Linked DNA regions of Muntiacus reevesi: region 2 is linked to region 1. Evidence: chromatin contacts called from public Hi-C data. All regions are on one chromosome and are shown on one strand. Each heading gives the region's core, a stretch centred on a gene start, on an enhancer-like site or on the middle of the called end of the contact. The rest is flanking DNA. Distances are from core to core; before and after follow the strand shown. Region 1 holds the start of HHEX (hematopoietically expressed homeobox). Region 2 holds the start of EXOC6 (exocyst complex component 6).

The links. Hi-C and Micro-C count contacts between places; a contact is called where the count stands out from the background.
Region 2: a contact with region 1 is called in a Hi-C map of muscle, with 4 times the contacts expected there. The contact joins the promoter of EXOC6 here to the promoter of HHEX in region 1. A contact is called at or near these places in 2 of 3 Hi-C or Micro-C datasets (blood and muscle).

The regions. Positions count from the first base shown.
Region 1 is chr2:136,695,972-136,701,253 of mMunRee1.1, forward strand. It overlaps HHEX (hematopoietically expressed homeobox), which reads left to right and starts at 2,910. Exons shown (of 4, transcript XM_065920007.1): 1 at 2,910-3,384. The coding sequence starts at 3,018.
Region 2 is chr2:136,837,390-136,842,671 of mMunRee1.1, forward strand. It overlaps EXOC6 (exocyst complex component 6), which reads left to right and starts at 2,363. Exons shown (of 22, transcript XM_065922922.1): 1 at 2,363-2,508. The coding sequence starts at 2,408.

The DNA.
Region 1 (5,282 bases), core at 1,660-4,159:
ATTGTTCTTTTTTTGTCCCCAAATCCCATCTCTGTCCTTGGTACAGAAGAACATACCCCTCATGTCACAGTCTTCCCAGCACCTGCCTGAACTCTCCATCACCGTGTGAGGAGAATTATGACTTGGGAGTGGGGTGGGGTGGGGTGGAGTGGGGCACACAACGTCAAACCAGACCCCAGAGAGACCAAAGATTTGCAAATGGCCGGCCACAGATGGCTTCCAGGAGGATGCACTACCTAATCCTGTATGCAGATTTAACAAATAATTCAAATGATTTTACCTTTTAAAAAGACTTGAGAGTGTTTTCATTTTTAAACATAAATTCATACTTTTAAAAAGTTTTTATATTCAAAAAGGTCAAACTTACAGGGAAGCTGAAACTAGTACAATGAACATCTGTGTGCTCTTCACTTAAATTCACAAATGAATAATTTTTTAATTTGGTTCATCTCTATCTTTACATATATATATATATGTATATATGTTTGTGTATCAATTTGAAAGTAACTTGCAGGTTTCATGACTCTTCACACCCCAGTATCCTTATCCAGAATAAGGATATTTCACCTGCAATACCATTACCCCATCTAAAACAGTGAACACTAATGATGTCATCTAACATACAATTCCTATTCAGTTTTTGCCCATTATCCTCCTAAATGTCTTTTATAGCTTAAAAAAATCCAGAATTCAATCAATCTGGGGTGACACTATGAGACCTTGTGAAAATCCTCATCCTTAACAATGTTTCCCTTGATGGTTTTGGTGTCCAGTGATTGTTGAACGAATTATTACATTTTCTGATTTTTATCACTTGTTAGCTAGCATTCTTCCAGTTTTACCATCTATCATCCCTTTCTGTCTCTCTTTGAGTATCACTATAGGCAGTGATACTATAAACTCTTTTAATCCATCTATAGTTTTGATGCTTAAATGACCCCAAGTCTGGCCAATGGAAGACCCTTTAAGCTGGTTCCTGTTTTCTTTCTGTGGTTTTTGGTACAAGATGCCTGGAGCTCACCTTGTATTTTCCTGCCCCAACCTAGAATCAGCCACTCCTTCAAGGACCTACTTATATACATCTACAGGGTTCAATTCTCCAATTCCAAACTGTCACAAAGCGTACAATACATTCTCCCTCCAACCCTACCTTTCTCTTCATAGACAGCCAATGTTACTAGGTTTTTGTGTATCCTTCTAGAGACAGTTTCCATAATAGAGCAAAGGTGTAGATAAATATTCTTACCTTCTGTCAACGTTTTAACTGAAATGATAGCATATTATCACTTTGTATTATCACTTTATCATCTTGTAGCTCCTGTCTGTCATCAGATTTTGAAAGATGCCTAGGATCCCAAAAGATTAGAAACCTTTAGGCTATATGCTAAATGTTTCAGATAAGAAAAACTCAGGAAAGGTGACTTGAAAAGCTGTCCTGAGGACACTCAAATGCTATATTCTCTGGACTTGAAATGTTAGTTCCTCTCCAGGTTCCTTGACACCTACTCACTTTTCAAACATCACTTCCTTGGGGAACCCTTTCCCTTCCGTAATTCATCTCCCTCCCCCGAGGAGGAGATGTCCTCTTACAAGCTTGCGGGTCATCGCGCACTTCTCCACTTCTCCCTCCTAGCGCAGACATAAGTCAATGTGTTAAAATTTGTTTCCTGCCACTGCGAGGACTGGAACCACATCTGTGCTGTTCATTGCTGGCACACAGCAGTTGCTCACAAAAGTTGGACTCAAACTCGAACTCAAGCCATCCGGCTTCCAGCCCACTCTCCTAGTGCTGTCCCGCTGCAGTTGGAGAAATAATCCCAAGATGTAAATAAAAACTCTTAATAGAAAAAGCCGGGAAGTTTTTTTTTTTTTTTTTTTTTTTTCCAATTCCACGACTGACGGAGGACCTTAGCAGAAACCGCTCACCGCGAGGTGTGACAACCGCGGGAGGGCGTCAATCAAGAAAATGCCCCCTTGCCCCGCAGGCGAGTGGAGCTGCGCAGAGCCGAGGCCACACCGGGTAGCGTCGCCGCTTCAATAGAAAACACGTGCAAAACGGGAAAGCGGGACTGCGCGCAGCTGCGACCCCCAGGACCCGGGGACAGCGGACATGGAGCAGCCCGCACGGGGTCAGAGAAGACAGCACAGCTCCTGCCAGGCGCCGTAGGACCCCGGCCTTCCCTTGATTCCTACCCGAAGAGACTTCTACCAGCGTCCCCGGGGAAGCTGTTGAGTCCCCGGGGCCCCCGAATGACACGGGCTAGAGAGGCCTGAGTCCGGAGCACCTGAAGTCTACTCGTCCTTACCCACAGGGACGCAGGCAAGGGCCGTGGTTCTCTCTCTCTCTGGAGCTCCCCCAGGAACCCAGGGCACTCTCCCGCTACGAGCACTCCAAAGACGCCCGGGGCCACAGCCAGTGCTACCGTTACTCCAGGGAGTGCGCCGACAAGGGAGGGTGCTTTCAGGCCGGCGAAGGCGCGGCCCGGACCAGTGGCCTCCACGCCTGCTGGGCCCGAGTCCAGCAGCCCCTTGCTCGGGCCGGCTGCCGCCACCGCGGACCGGTGCCTAGGCCAGTGCCCTCGAGCTTCGGCGGAGATGCTTCCCTGCCGAAGCTAGGGCCGCTTGAGTCCGCCTTGCAGGCAGCTGCTGGCCTCGCGCCTCCCTCGACGGACGCGGCCCTGGGCTTCCGACGAGGGCGTCCCGGGCCAGGGTGCGTGGAGCCCCGAGCATCTGCGGCAGCTGGACACCGGGGCGCCGGGTGCGCAGAGGCGGCGAGCAGGCGAGCGCGTCCCGGGGGCGGAGAGCTCGGCCGGCGGGGGCGGGCCAAGGGTGGGGGCGGGAGGCGGCTCCCGGGGCTCCGCGCCATTGGCCGCAGGGCCCGGCGGCAGGAAGGGGCCAGAGAGCGCGGCCCCACCCCGCGGCCGGCGGAGCCTATCGCCGGGAGCGCGGAGCGCGGATAAATGTAGCGCCGCGGCGCGGGCCGGCAGCTCTCCGAGGGGCCGGAGCGCGGCGCAGCCATGCAGTACCCGCACCCCGGGCCGGCGACGGCGGCGGGCGCCGTGGGGGTGCCTCTGTACGCGCCCACGCCGCTGCTGCAGCCAGCGCACCCGACGCCGTTCTACATCGAGGACATCCTGGGTCGCGGGCCCGCCGCGCCCACCCCCACGCCCACGCTGCCGTCCCCCAACTCCTCCTTCACCAGCCTCGTGTCCTCCTACCGGGCCCCGGTGTACGAGCCCACGCCGATCCACCCCGCCTTCTCGCACCACTCCGCCGCCGCGCTGGCCGCCGCCTACGGACCCGGCGGCTTCGGGGGCCCTCTGTACCCCTTCCCGCGGTCGGTGAACGACTACACGCACGCCCTGCTCCGCCACGACCCCCTGGGTAAGGCGGCCGGGGTCATGGCGGGGCCGAGCCGGGACGGCGGTGAGGAAGGCGCCACCCGGCAGGTGGCAGCGCCCTGGAGGCGGCGGGGGCGGAGGGGGAGGCAATAGAAAGTTGAGGTAAAAGCGATTGAAAAGCGGCTGCCGGGCGCGCGCGAGGGACCGGAGGCGCGGGCCCCGGCGGCGCGCAGCCCAGACTGACCGCACCATGACTCAGATTAGCTTTCCTGCACCTTGCAGGCGTCGGGGCGCGCGGGCCAGGGCCAGACCGCCGGCGCTGCCGCGGGGGCCGGCGGCCAAAGGAGCACTGGGGGCGCTTGTCTCCCGGGGGTTGGGAGGCTCCCTTAGTTGGAGGGACCGGGAAGGCAGTACCAAAGTGTCCCGGGCCGCCCCTGAGGGGCAGGGATAGCTGTCGGGCTCCGGGTGGTTACGGGACTGGACCTGGTTCAACAAGCTTGTGCAGTGAAAGAGCCTGACCCTTTCCGTTCATACAGGAAATCTTGAGTTCTCGATAGGAGTAAATCTGGTTTCAGAAGCTGTTAAGTGTTTTCCTGGCTGCATGAAGCAGACCCTTCCCCCGGAGTAGTGCACGCTGCTGATTATTTTATCGACATCCTCAATACAGACAAATTCAGGAAACACTCGACTTCTGATAGCCGGGATCCGTTTTTCTGATATTGTTCATTTCCTCTGTGTGGGATGTGACTTTATGGCAGCTAAAATAACCAGTTGCTTCCTTTTTTTTTTTTTTTTTGAGGCTGTTTTGCACCAGTCTGAATCCTGACGTAAGCAAAATCTCGCAAAAAAAAAAAAAAATTGCCCGCTTTCAAAGCGTTTAGCGCAGACCTGCAGACCGACGGACAGACGGACTGACTGACCCACCCGTCTTTGGAGTAGGGAGGGCAGCGCGGACACGTTGGCCGAACGAAGTTTGCGGGACTTGTCCCCAGTGCGCGGCCTAAGAAATGAGCCACCTGTGATCCGCGCCCCGTGGCCCTTGGGGCCTCCGGGCTTCTGAAGCCTCCGGTGCAGAAAACGCGACTCCTTGCCTTGGCCCACCAGGCTTTTAAGTCTACTCTATGCTATTGGCAGCCTATGTAGGCACCCTGGAGATAACTGACATTTTAATTAATTAACTTTTTAGTGTCATCAGTATTATGGTGTGGCCCCTCTTTCAGTTCTCCACCTTCCTTTCTCATTGCTCTAGAGACTTTCGGGGGAATTATATTTGTGTGTGTGTGTGTGTGTGTGTTTTGTTTTAAGTTACTGTGTTTTTTATTCCATCCTCGAAGGTCTGATGCTGCAGGCCCGTTGTGGCTCTGTTCGCCTGCTGGGGCCGGAGGGAGACCCTCGGCCCGGCGAGCCTGGGGGCAAACGTTTTCACAGAGCGCGCCCTGGGTTTCCTCGGGACTACGCAGGAGGAAGCAAAGGGTTTTTCGAGATAGACCAACAGGAAACACATTGGCGGAAATGTTGCCATAGCCCACGGGGTGGCTTTAACTGGCCGCCCCCGCCGGCCGGGTGTGAAATCAGAGGGGGCCCTGCGGCCCTCCGGCCAGGATTGGAAGCTTCACTGACACCCACCGCCTGAGCCAGAGGGCTTCCCTGGTGGCGAGGCCGCCGGCCCCTGGCAGCGACGCTTTGGCCAGTGTGACAGACCCTCTCCCCCCAACGTCACGCACACACGGGTCTTTGGAAAGTGTGGTTCACCAAGGGAGAGGACCCCTCTGCAGGTCCTCTAGGCTGAAAAAGTTAGTTGTGTATACATTGAGAGCGACTGGTTAAAGAGGTTATGGTCTTTTAAGCTCAGCCTGTAGTCGATGTTCTTTGGGGGATCAAAATGATTGTATCTAGCTCTGGGTGTGTGGGCATATGAACGTGATCTTCGTGCATATGCAG
Region 2 (5,282 bases), core at 1,113-3,612, 140 kb after region 1:
TAGGGTATTATAAGCAATCATGCATATTAGTACCAAGGGCAAAAATGCATTTGGCTAACAAACTACCAGCATAGGAGTTTAAATTAAAACACTCCTTTCACCCTGGATAATCTCATAAAATACCACCACCTGGGAAACTTATTGATTAAAGTTCTAAACTGATTCTTATTTGGGAAGAGATTGGGGAAGGCCTTCTGCCTGTGTCACAGAAATTAGGGCATAGTCTATTGAGGCAGGCATCAGAAAGGCAGATATCATCTTTAAGGTGAGCGCCAGGGGGGCAGCTTTTCGAAACCCCTGAAAACCTGATCTGCCTTGCCTGTCAGGTTTTCTCCCTCATGACCTTGTCATGGGTAGGGTCTCGTGTGTTGGCTCCTGGCACTTAGTAGCTAGGTTGTATCTGGCTCTTTTGTGACCCCATGGACTATAGCCTGCCAGGCTCCTCTGTCCATGGAATTCTCTAGGCAAGAACACTGGAGTGGGTAGCCATTTCCGTTTCCAGGGGATCTTCCTGAACCAGGGATCGAACTTGCATCTCCTGTATTGACAGGTGGATTCTTTACCCCTGAGCCACCTTATTCCTTAGGGAAATCTTTATGAAGGAGATTAAATTTGAGTTGAAATTTCCGAGGAGGACAGAAATTTCAGATTAATAGGAAGAAGGACATTTTTATATGTTAGTAAAGTTTACTGGGACCTTGCTAAGAGGTAGGTAGAATAACGGTTTCCCCTAAATGTCCTCAATCTAATCCTTAGAATCTGTAAATATATTACCTTACATGACAAAAGGGATATTGCAGGTATGACTAATGTTAAGACCTTGAGCTAGAAGATTCTCCAGAATTATAGTTGTGTCAAACCTAATGCCATGGGTCCTTAAAAGCAGAAAATCTTTTCTGGCCTAGGTCAGAGTCAGAGGGAAATACGACTACAGAAAAATGGTCAGAGAGATGCAAAATTTCTGACTGGAAAGACTGAGGAAGGGGGCCTTAAGCCAAAGAATGTGGGTGGCCCCTGGAAGCTGAAATACATAAGGAAATAAATTTTCCCCTAGTGCCTCTGGAAAGAACACTGTTGTGGTGACACCTTATTTTTAGCCCAGTGAGACCTGTATTGGACTTCTAGCTTTCAGAACTACAATAAATTTGAATTGTTTTAAGCTAAGTTTGTGATAATTTGTTACAGCAGTCATAGAAAGCTAACACAACATAGGACAGCAAAATGAGGTAGACACTACCATGGTCATTTTCAGATGGAGAAACTTAACTATAAAGGGACTAGGTTCTGACACAATGTCACCCAGCTGTCGAGTGAAAGACTAGGGGATTAAATTGAGCACACCCGTCTTCAGAAGTCATGCTTTTAACTGTTAGGCGGGATTTTTGTGGGAGAAGGATGGAAGTAGTAAAAGCTTCAAGAAAAAGCTCACTGGAGTGAGTTACACAGCTGTATTACAAAGAGCTTGGTTGACTCAAAGAGACATGCTGGGCCATGGATTAATGGAGACCAGAAAATAGTCGTCTCTCAGGGCTAGGTTATGTACTCTCTTTCTGATTTATCTTCCTCAGTCGCTGATTTGATCACGACAAACTGGTTTACTCAGCAGTCTCATAAACAAGACTCTTCCAAGCACCTGCTTGTCCTTCCCATCTCTCTGAAGCCCACTTCTCTCAAGGGCTTCCCCACCTCATCCCAGCCACAGCAACTTGGGGGCACTTGGGTTCAAGGACTTTGGCATGAAATCACACACTGCACTGGGTCTCTCTTGTATCTTTGCTATAAAATGTCTTCGTTTTACGTCATTTACTGTTTCTGGCGCTTATAATTTATTTCCAAGTAGACTGGCCTCTGTGAACTTCCCGCAGGCAGGAACAGGAATCCACTCAGAGCGGTCGTCCTTTTTCGCCAGCTGGGTTCTTCTTGGTTCATTCCTAAATCTTATTCCCACACATCATTTTGCTTTTCTTGAGTTTTCCTTTCTCTGACTCTCCACCACCCATGCCTCCTCGTTAAACATTCCCGTAGCCTTTATTGTCGACATCCCTCATTACGAAAGAATCCCAAGCGCTAGTACAGGGTCTGCACACAGAATACAGGGATCTATGCGTTTAAATCAGGGTCAATTACTAGACAGTAACTAGGGGCCAGTGCCGGGCGAGAGTTGGAGGTGACAGGTTTCCACTCCGCACAGCGGCCGGCAGCACCTGGGCCTCCTGTAGGGGTGGGGGCAGTGACCCGGTCGCGCGCCCGTGCGCGGCCTTCCACGCGCCCCAGTGCCGTCCGCCCCGCCCCTTTCCCCGCTCGCCCCGCCCATTTCCCCCCGCCTCCTCGCGCTCGCGGCACAGGTTGCTCGCCCCCGCGGTCCGCGCGGCGCCGCGCCTCGCCGGCTCCTCAGCTTCCAGCCAAGATGGCGGAGAGCGGCGAAGGTCCGGGCACCATCCCAGAGCACGAGCGGATCTTGCAGGAGATCCAGAGCACAGACACCGCCTGCGTGGGGCCCACCCTCCGGTAAAGCTCTCATCCTCTCGGGATCTCTGGCTGCCCCCTCCGGCCGCTGGTCAGGAAGCGGGCGGGTCTTCCGCCGTCGGCCGCGCGCGAAGCGGCCCGACAGGTGGTGCGCGAGGAGGCGGGCGGCCGGGCGGGGGCCGAGGCGCAGCGGGCCGGGACCTGAGCCGGGACCGGGGCGGGGCGTCTCGGGCGACTGCACCTGTCCGCGCGGCCCGCCTCAGCCGCGGGAGCTGTCACTGCGCAGCTGGAGGGTGTGGCTGCCACGGTGCCTGTGACCCCGGGAGTCGAGGCACCGCCCCGTTTTCGACGCCCCGCCCTGCCCCAGTCCGGGCCTGGGGTCTCGAGAACGCGCCTGGGGCTTCCCGGCTCGCGCGACGTTCCGGGGCTGAGGGCGGCTCCGCCTCGGGCGTGCCGGGGACGAAGGTGAAGTGCCGGCAGACGGAGGGACTGAGGTGCTGACTCGCGCGCAGGTGGAAACGCTGGCGCGCTGGGCTGCTGCGGGCGTGGGAGAATTGAAATTGAGCGGGAGTCGCCGGCACCATTCTCTCTACTCCCGCGCCGCCAGAGTGGGCGAGGAGGCAGCGTGGGCGGGAGGGGAGGAGCTGACGCTCAGGAACGCGCTGGTGTGACTGATCGTGACCGTGCGCTCGCCCGGCCAGCCTCTCTGGAGTCTGGGAAGCTTTTATTTATTTACGAATGTTTAATTTTGCATGCATTTCCCCGTTTATTTTAAAAAGAATCTCCACCGTTTAAAAATAGTATAAGAACAATGAATATTCCAGACTGAGTATCTGTTGCCCTAGTAAATCCAGACACTCTAATGATCCATTAGAATGTTAGCCACTTTCTTCAAAAATGAGTGCCCTTTAAGTATAAGGCTTCATTTTTCGGTGTGATAATAATGAAATTATTATTCACTTAGGGAACTTGGAACTCACGGTGCTTTTGTCATTATTATGTGGATCTGTGGTTGTAGTACAAAGTGAAACCAGTTATGGTGTAAATCCACCTTGCCCTTAGAGTAGGTAGAATTGGATTCTTGGTTTACACTAGTCTTACCACTGATGAAGTGTGCGGTCATGGGCAAAAATCATTTAATTTCTCTGGACCTCGATTCTTTATTTGTAGACAGGGGAGGGGGTACGTGTTTAGACACCTAGAAAGCCCAGGAATTTGAAGACCTTGCCGATTTGTTCACTGCTGTGTGCCTAAGCATGTGGTAGGCACCTGATACATTTTTGTCACATGAAGTTCCCTCTATGATATAAGTATGATTAGTGCATTTCCTTAATTTTTCTATACAACACTTTTCATAAGACTGCATTTGCTAATGAAAGTTGAACTAATACATTTAAAGGAAGCTTTGTTTTCCTCACTGCATGGTGAAACTGAAAGAGTATAGTGTGTGGTATAGTTATTACAATAGTCCATTTTTGAAAATAGTATTGATTAGGAAGGAGGTGCTTCTTCTTGAGAAAATGTACTAGGCAGGATCTTTGAGAGCAGGTGAAATTAACTTAGAATAAAAATTTGAACTACAGTTGACTCTTGAACAATATGGATCTGAACTGTGTGGATTCACTTATACCTGTAATTTTTTGATTGTAAATACAGTGGTAAAGAATATGCCTGCCAATGCAGGAGACGCAGGAGACTCAGGTTGAGGAAGATCCTGGGTCTAAATGATCCCCCAGAAGGAAATGAGAGCACACTCCAGGATTCTTGCTTGGGAAATCCATGGACAGAGGAGCCTGGCGGGCTACAGTCTATGGGGTCACAAAAGTCAGACACAACTTAGCGATTAAATAACAACAACTGTGGGGACTGCTGGGGTAGGAGTTGGGGGCCCAGTTGACCCCAGGTAGGGGGAACTAAGATCCGGAAAGCCTCGTGGCTCGGCCAAAGAGAAAAAATACATACATACGTATTGTGATACTGCACGATCCGTAGTTGGTTGCATCTGGAAATGCGGAACTTGGGGTATAGAAGAACCCATTGTATGGACAATAAGTTATATGTGGATTTTTCACTGCATGAAAGGTCCTTGACCCTGATCCCCTCATTGTTTCAGGGTCAACTGTACACTGAGAGATTTTTGTAACACAAATAGAATATATGTGTTGGTGGTGTTATCGTTCTGGTTTGCTGGTGACGTTTGTTACCACCTACTCACTTTGTTGAAACCCACACTCTTTTCTTTAGTGAACTACACTGACTCATACTTACTCTATATATACACTTGTCATCTCTCATTTGCAAGCAGGCCCTGCACACATATGTTTAAGGCACTGCTAGCAGTCCTTTCTCTTGAACAGAGTTTAAGCCAATGCTGTTTTTTTTCCTGAGGTTTCACTGAGTGAAATGCTAATCTAAAGTTTAAAAAAACTCATTATGGGAAAATTTAAATGTTTTAAGAAGTTAAAAAAAAAAAAAAAAAAAAGTAGGGAATCCCCTGGTAGTCTGGTGGTTAGGACTGTGTGCTTTCACTGCTGAGCCAGATTCAGTCCCTGGTCAGGGAACTTAGACCCTGCAAGCCTCTAAGTGCAGCCAAAAATAAAAATAAAAGTGAAAAATAAAGATTAAAAAGACTGACCGTACCACGTGTTGGTGAAGTTGTGAAACAACTCGCATTCTCTGTATACTGCAGTGGGAATTTCATAGATGCTGTTTTTCAGGTTGAGGTTATTCCCTTCTAGTTTGTTGAGTGTTTTTACTATGAAGGAGTGTTGAATTTTTTGGATGCTTTTTCTGCATTTATTGAGATGATCATGTGG